Linked DNA regions of Sus scrofa: region 2 is linked to region 1. Evidence: chromatin contacts called from public HiChIP or PLAC-seq data. All regions are on one chromosome and are shown on one strand. The core of a region is the stretch at or near the end of the contact, and the rest is flanking DNA. Distances in the headings are between cores, read along the strand shown. Region 1 holds the start of NAA50 (N(alpha)-acetyltransferase 50, NatE catalytic subunit). Region 2 holds the start of SLC35A5 (probable UDP-sugar transporter protein SLC35A5).

Region 1 (4,122 bases), core at 60-2,559:
AAGCCTGTCTCGCAGGAGACGCCTCTGCCTCCAGGGTTTGTCCTACCTCCCGCTCCCCAGCCTAGGGCTGAATGTAAAGACCATGCAAGGCCTCTGCCAAAGAATGGGTTTTGGGGATTCAGACCTGGAGACTACTGCAGACACCGAGGAATGCCTGAACCAATCCCAATACCCGAAGCCCCGAAGAGTCCGAATGGGTAACCACAATGGCCGCACTCACCCCCAACCGTGGGAAAGGTGGACGTCCCAACCCCTAGGTTGCAGGGGCGACCACAGTGGGGGAGCAAGGGTCAAGATAACTGGAGAAATAAGCTCCTCGCCAATGCAGGATGACAGCGAGGAGGAAGCCCTGAAAAGGAGAAGCCACCATGCACACGCTGCTTTCTCTTCCTCCTCCCACTCCTTCTAGCCCCACCAGCCGCCGGTTACCGGTCGCCGCTCACCTGCCCGGGCGCGAGGTGCAAAAAGTGTACCGACACCGACCGACCCAGAGGCTCTGTCACTGTGGGAGGGGAAGTCTTCAGCTGCAGAGAAGGGGGCGGGCCTAGAGTCACGTGACCTCGAGCTCCGCCCAGTCCTCCCTAGCCAGGCTCACTGCATCTCGTGGGCCTGTATTTTTTCGGATCGTTTGAACAGTAATTTTCTTGCCATTAGATGTTAGGGAAAAACGAAAGTGTTCACAAAGATTATGTTTGTAAAGTACAACGGAGAAGACGTGGGTGGAACGGGTTAAAGTGCATTGCTAAGGAAGTGACGTTCACCGCCGAGGTCTAAGGACCGGAAATGGCGATGGAGTTCCGTTCTCCTGGGGCCCGCAGGTAGAATCACAGGCTTGAGGGTTTGGGGTAGTCACGTGACATGAAAACTTGAAACATGCTGGACGCAAGCCAAGTTATCCAGCCAATTATCAATTACAATTATTTGTCTTAAAAGCACCTCATCTAAGTATTCCATAAGCTTCTTTACATTAAGAAGAACCAGTTTTATAAAATATTAGGAGACAGGCCCGTCTGAAGTTCATACTGGAGACTATCAACTGGAAAGAACAGAGGAAGAAGACTGATCTATTTGAAGTGGAAGAGGAAAGGGAGGGGTGGAAAAAATCTGGATTTTACCGCCAGGGCCGACCCAGCAAGCCCCACAAGTTGTGTTGCAAGGGACAGGAGGAGAAGGATGACGCCAGAAGGCGGAACCCAGTAAAAGATGGAGGTTCTGAAGTGGAGGGGGAAGGGTACGGAAAGATCTGAAGTGCGCCTGCGCGCGAGACGGCCGACGCGCCGGCGCGCAGAGGGGGCGGGGTGAAAGGTCACAGCGCGGCGGCGAGTCTGGCTGGCGGCGGCGGCAGGAGGGAGGCGACTGCTCCGTGTGCACGTGTGGAGAAGTGGCGGCACCGGCACGGCGGCAGGACGCACCGCCGCCCCCTCTGGAGACGCAGGGCTGCGCTCGAATCTCGCGGCCTCCGTCAACAGCTCAGCTCCCTGCCCTAGGCGAGGAGGTCGGCTTGTGGGGTTGAGTGGCCCGAGCTGAGGGCGCGGAGAGCTCAGGGCGGCGACGACAACGGCGTTGATATCGGTGGTAACAACGGCCTCAGCAGGCGGGGAAGATGAAAGGGTGAGGAAGGGCAGCCAGACAGGGCCCGACCGGCGGGAGAGAGGGGCTGCGAAGGAAGTGAGAGATTCTGGGCCAGGACCTGGCGGAGGGAGGTTTGTGGGATTCTCTGCTCACGGAGGGGGCGGAGGCTCGGCGCGGGCTGTTGGCGGGCTGAAGGGCCAGCAGAAGCAAAACCCGGGGAACCCAGAATTTGGGCCCAGAGGACGAATGTGGGTTAAGTGGAAACCAGATCTTGCTGGGGCAGAGGGGACGAGCTCTTGTGAGGCGCCTGTGGCCTCCTGTCTGGGAGCGGACGGCATAGCCACCCCCGGCCCGCGACTCGAGTGGAGTGGTCTGGTTGTCCTCATCAGATCCAGGCTCCACACTGAGAACTGTGGTCTTTGACATCTTTCGGGCTTATTTGTACTTGGAAGCGATGCAGAAGCTTCTGGAAGGAGAAGGAATTTAAATAAAAAGCATGGAGATGAGTATTAAAAGCTAGTGACTCAACTGGATTTGGGTTGGGTCAGAGCGAGTGGAGGAGGGGGAGAGCGCGAGCACTGTAGACTTGGGGTGCCAGAATGTTCAAGGAAGTATTGTTGATCAGTAGGTGGAGCTATTGCTGCAGGAGTTTACTCTTGCCCCAGTGCCTTGAGGGGGGTCCTTGGAAGCTTTCTTCAGGTGCTTGGCAAAGTTAATATACTTTCACAGTCTCCCTCTTGGATAAAGTAAAGGATGGTTTCTCTTCGACTATTTCTATTTGAATAAGCTGTCACCTTACTCTATTAAATTGCTTATTGTTGAAGTATTCATTACATAACACGGTGTTTTAAAATAGTGACCAAGCTGTTTTGCCTTTACCCTCCTTAGAGAAAGAAATGAAATCTTAGCAATATTAAAACCTTTCTGAGATGCCTGAGTTTTTTCTGTTATAGCAAGTCAGTTAAAGAACTGTGTTTTGGGTTAAGGAACCTTTCAAATTATTCAGCACCCCTTTTGAGGATGAAATAAAAGTCAGCGTTCAGAGTCATACTGTCTAAAACAAGGGTGTAAATATTTCTTCGGTGTATATATGTGTTTGAGGTCGCAGAAGAGGTCCAAGAAAGTTAAATTTGACCCAAGGATTGTAATGTGATTCCTTACTCTGATTTTACTTTAAATATTGTGATGTCGAATTGCATGTTTGGGGTTAAAGTTTAGAAATCATGAAAATTTCACAGTACCTGCATTATTTCTCATCAGGTTCTGAAGTGTTCCAATTAGGATACTGATTGAGAGATATTGGAAGCATGTGCTGCACTTGAATCATGATTTAGAAGTTTGGCTATTTTATGTATGATCCAGTACAACTTGGCGAGATTTTTCCTTTTTTCCCGAGTATAGATACTGTCTGTACCACTCAATACTTATTTGTATTTGTTAAAGTAATAAAAATGAGGTTGAAGAGTTCCTGGTGTTGAACTTGCGCATGGATTTATAAAAGAATGCCTCCAAGGAATTATTCTGAATCAAAAATCTTTGGTCTAGCTCAGTCTACCTAGGATGTAATGCTCTTCCTGATACTAACTTGGCCATAGAAATGAGGTCAAAGAGCAGTATTATTCACGATCTACCTTCAGGTAATATACTCATGAGGCAATTATCTTTTTATTTAAAATGATTTTTTATTTATTTATTTATTTTTTGCTTTTTTTTTTTTTAGGGTGGCACCCTCGGCATATGGAGGTTCCTAGGCTAGGGGTCCAATCAGAGCTACAGCTGCCGGCCTTTGCCACAGCAACGCAGGATTCAAGCTGCGTCTGTGATCTACACCACAGTCACAGCAATGTGAGATCCTTAGCCCACTTAGTGAGGTCAGGGATGGAACCCACAACCTCATGGTTCCTAGTTGGATTTGTTTCTGCTGCGCCACGACGGGAGCTCCTAAAATGGTTTTTTATAGATAATAACTTCATGGAGGCAAATCTCCAGAAATGAGTAAATGGACAAATTTAGAGGAAACTTACAGTTATGAAATGTGTACCTTATGTCATCAGCTATGCCTGAAATGTAGAGCCCTTTAGTCTAGTTGCTATCACCTCTTAAGAGCTGCGACAGTTTTAAGATTATTGGAGTTCCTGTCGTGGCTCAGTGGTTGATGAGAGTGGCCCTAGAAAAGGCACAAAGACAAAAAAAAAAAGCTTATGTTCTTAATGGTAAACTTTTAAGACAATTTCACAGGAATAGTTCCTTTAACTTTGTAGATAAACTAACTCCCAGATAAGATGGGATCTTATATTTTTTCTTATACTTTTTTCACTTTGTAAGTCTTATCCTTACGGTGTTGGACAAGGGAAGACAGTGGATATTATTTAAAAGATTTTAAAGTCCTTGCCTTCAGAGATTTCTATTAAGTACAATGTGGTCAGTACTAACAGTCCAGACTCTTGGTTCATAAAGACCTGTGAAAATGAAACAGTGGTCCTGATTATGGGGTTTTCTGTGAAATTTTATTTGCTAAGTGTTTTATTATGTATTGAGCTGACTGAACTG
Region 2 (4,085 bases), core at 725-3,224, 1.1 Mb after region 1:
TTTGGTATAAAACTAAACTTATTATAGTGTATTTTAATAATCCATTTACATGTATTTCTCTCCTAATAAACTGTGAATCCTTGAGAATAAGGTCTATCTTATGTACTTTGAACCCTGCTACTAATATTTATTAGCTTAGTGCCTGGCAGAGAAAGGTCAACCAAAGAGAGACTTATATACATATCTGACTTCCCAAGCAGACCATTAACAGTCACAGTATCCAACTTTATGTGTCCTCAATAACTAGTGAGAGATTCTCAATAAGGTTTTATGGAATAAAACTGTTTAAATACAAATTCTTCTGTTAAGAACAAGATTTCTTGAGTATGTATTTGTCAAAGCTAATAACCTATACTGTTTCATTGATAATGTAATTAAAATACTATCTTATAAATGCCAGGGGATCAACAAATATCTCATATTTCAAGATAAGTTATAATACATATTGCTACAGGCCCAGAAACACCTGTTGACTGAATAGTCAGATGTTATGATCCATTCTGCTAAGGGTTTGATTCTGTACTTGCCTGACCCAAATTTCACTCAGCATCAAAAATTTTTCTTGCTAAGGTATGAAAGGTTAAAGAACCAAATTGAATCATGCTTTATTACTCACATGAAGCAGAGTACTTTTAAGGATATAATCCCCATTTTACACACAAGGAAACCAAAGACAAGAAAGACAATGGGTGATTAAATGGCAGAGTTCCATACATAATCCAAGTCTTAACTTACCTTCATTGGCTGAATATTTTACAAGTAGGATGCGACTTGAGCTTAAAGCAATGAATACCACCCCTAGCAGGAATGCATACATTGTTGACCAGGAGCATAACACTGGAAGACCACAACATGTGCTTTCCATTTCACTGTTTTTTCAACTGCCTTAAAGAGAAGGACATGTTCATGAACAACCCTGACAGCCGATTAAGTATAATGTACATACCACTGACTTGTGAAGAACAGAAAAGGAATTTTTTAGATGTCTATATCAAAATCAAAAAAGTTGAGAACTACAAGAAAAACTATGGTGAAAGGAAATGAAACAGTCAAAATTTGATAGGAAGGGGAACTCTAGACACAGAAAAGGCAAGGGCTAGATTAGAAGTGCTGACAAAAGGACAGTTTGGGACTGCAGAATTTTGCAGAGAAACAATTCTTTTAACTTTCACTCTTATGAGCAACTGTGGTCTAAAAGATAATTTCAGATTTGTATTTTTCTCCTTAGTAGCAGCTTTTCCATAGGAGGAAAAAAAAGAACTTGCAGTGAAAGATTCGTTAAATAATGACCAAAATGGAAATATCTGAAACACTGCTGTTACTTTAATTTCCAACTAGTGTTGGAAGCAGAGGGGAACTTAGAAATCAATGACTCCAAGGCCCTTTTTTGAGATGTTGAAGACACTAGACTCTACACTGAGTAGTTACCCTGCCCAAAGCATGCCAGTTTAATGGAGCGCAGAGCCGGTGGTATTGGTGAGAGATGGGCTGGAAGTACCAACACCCACAGCCTAGTGGGCCCAAGTGTACCAAAGCCAAAAAGACACCCCTCCCCACCCGAAGGGCAGGTTTCCCTCCACGATTTAGGAACGCCTTCTGTCACCCGTGCGCCCTCCCCTCAAACGCACGCGCATTCTTTTGCCTCTGCCCCCACCCCGCCCCGGGGTGGGGGCGCTGTTACCTTGGTCCCTTCGAAGAGCTTCCTGCGGAAGAGCATGCATCCTAGAGCTAAAGCAGTAACTGTCTGGCTCCGCAACAGCAGCAGCTTTTAGGGCACATAGGCAGGGAAGCTATGGGTGGAAAAGAAAGGCGAATAAGCCTCTGCACCCAACCCTCCTATTCTGGAACAGAAAGCACAATAACTACCCGACGCTAGAAAGAGCGGACCTGGCGCCCATTGCGCAGGCGCGCTCAGTGTTACGCTTCCGGAGGGAGGGGAAAAGCGACCCGATCCCGCCCCAAGCGCGGCCTTTCTCGCGTCACGTGTCGGGAGAGTCCTCTGTCACGTGAGGTCCAGGTGGCGGCGGAGCTACGGCGAGAGAGTGAGAGGAGGAAGGAGAAGCCGGAAGGGGTGCGAGTGAAGCTAGGCGGAGAAGACAGCCCCTGAGAAGGCGAGGGTGCGCGTGCGCCCGCTTTTCCCCCTAAGTCGGCCCCACCGCTCTCCCTTGCGGCCTGGTGACAGCTGGGCCCGGCCCACCGCGCGCTGCCTGGGGCGCGAGGAGCGCGCTCCCCGCTCTCTCTCGCCCCGCCGGCCGCCCCTCCCCCTCGTCCCGTCCGTCCCGTCGCGTCTCGTCGCGTCTCGTCGCCTCGGGTGTCGAGGCCAGTCGTCGGCGGCGGGGACGTTTTCTGACTCCCGATCCCTGTCCGGCTGTCCTTTCCACTCTGTCTCGGGGCCGGCCGCTCCTCCGGCCCCAGGATGCAGAATGTGATTAACACGGTAAAGGGAAAGGCACTGGAAGTAGCTGAGTACCTGACCCCGGTCCTCAAGGTAAGTGGGCTTGTCAGGGACTGTCACCCACACGCTTGGCTTTGCAGGGATCTAGGGCCGGGCGCCTGGAGAGTCACCTGGTTCTCCGGTGGCAAAAAGTGTGGGAAGGCGGTAGGAATGGTACACGGGAAAAGGTGCAGCCCCTACCTGCGGTCTTACCTAGCTGTTCCCTAGGTGTTTCCTCTGGCTCTTGGGTAATTTGGACCGACTCTGCATACTTCTGTCTCCCACCCGTCAGCACTCAGCTCCTCTTGGTACAATCAGGTTGGATGGTGGTCCGTAGATAAGTGATTTTTGAGGACGTTAAATCCTAACGTCGGAAGTCTTTTGAACTACTGAAATGAAGATTTTGCTTATCTTAAAAAATGAAATCAGTTTGGTATTAAAATGAGATGTCACCTTTTTCTTTCAAAGTTCATAGTAAGTCTCTTTTAATTAGGGGTTTGAAATAGTAAGTTGTGACTAAGGTCCCAAATTACTAGATTTCAGAAAAAGAAGGTGAAATTTGCAACATTATTTCTTTCAGTACCATTTAACCCAGCTAACAGACAACACCCCCCTTTCCAAGTTTTTAAAATAACTGAAACTAGTTATTCATCTTGGACGTCAATGATAATAAGGAGTAGGCTGACCCTTCTAGATACTTGGTTTATTTACATTTTTAAAGATATTTTAAAGTAAAAGTTGTAACATTAGTTATTAGAAGAATGACTGGTTTTACTTTCAAAGATGCATTTCTAGAAGTGCATTCAAGTTTTTCTTTTAAAACTCTTAAAAATGTTTTAGGAGTTCCTATCGTGGCGCAGCGGAAACAAATCCGACTAGGAACCATGAGGTTGCAGGTTCTATCCCTGGCCTTGCTCAATGGGTTAAGGATCCAGCCTTGCGGTGAGCTGTGGTGTAGGTCGAAGACGTGGCTCATATCTGGCATTGCTGTGGCTCTGGCGTAGGCTGGCAGCTATAGCTCCAATTAGACCCCTAGTCTGGGAACCTCCATTTGCTGCAAGAGCGGCCCTAACAAGCCAAAAAATAAAAAATAAAAAGCCAGTTTTAATTAAATGAATTTTATTATATTTATAGTTGTACAACCATCATCACAACATAATTTTAGAATATTTCCATCCCAAACCCCCAGTCCACCCCCCACTTGTCTCTTTTAAAGCTCTTTTAGGGTAAGTTTTTTGTTACTTTAACTTTATTTTTCCTTTCTGAAAAGCAAACAGTGAGAGTAAATGAATAGCGATTTCTTGCTTAGTGTTTTTTTTTTTTTTAACCTTTCAATTAAAATTTTACAAATTTTGGTGTGAGGATGGAATATTCTTGGAAATGGTTGTTCCTCTTTATTCAAGAATTTCCTCTGGTATGCTAAGAGGAATAGTGAACAGTTTTACTTTGCTCCCTTTCCATGCAAAGGGAAACGTTAGTCCTGTACTTTGTTTTTATATTTCTAAGAATGATTTTAAAATGATACTTGTTGGGCCAAGTTAAAAAAAAAATTTTAAATGAGAATTCCAGTATTGCTATGCTTTTATTTGTTGCTTATGAAACCCATCTAAATTAAGATTATTCAGTCGACTTTGAAATTTTGACATTTGAT

The links. HiChIP or PLAC-seq counts read pairs in DNA pulled down with a chosen protein or histone mark.
Region 2: an H3K27ac HiChIP or PLAC-seq map of alveolar macrophages shows a contact between it and region 1. The contact joins the promoter of SLC35A5 here to the promoter of NAA50 in region 1. A contact is called at or near these places in 1 of 5 promoter capture datasets (liver), 2 of 47 Hi-C or Micro-C datasets (heart right ventricle and skeletal muscle) and 1 of 2 datasets of contacts at active chromatin or transcription factors (alveolar macrophages).

What each region holds. Positions count from the first base shown.
Region 1 is chr13:146,191,909-146,196,030 of Sscrofa11.1, forward strand. NAA50 (N(alpha)-acetyltransferase 50, NatE catalytic subunit) reads left to right here and starts at 1,310. Exons shown (of 5, transcript NM_001244807.1): 1 at 1,310-1,611. The coding sequence starts at 1,604.
Region 2 is chr13:147,277,412-147,281,496 of Sscrofa11.1, forward strand. It overlaps SLC35A5 (probable UDP-sugar transporter protein SLC35A5), which reads right to left and starts at 1,975. Exons shown (of 7, transcript XM_013982457.2): 1 at 1,682-1,975; 2 at 736-885. The coding sequence starts at 865. ATG3 (ubiquitin-like-conjugating enzyme ATG3) reads left to right here and starts at 1,699. Exons shown (of 12, transcript XM_003132682.6): 1 at 1,699-2,488. The coding sequence starts at 2,417.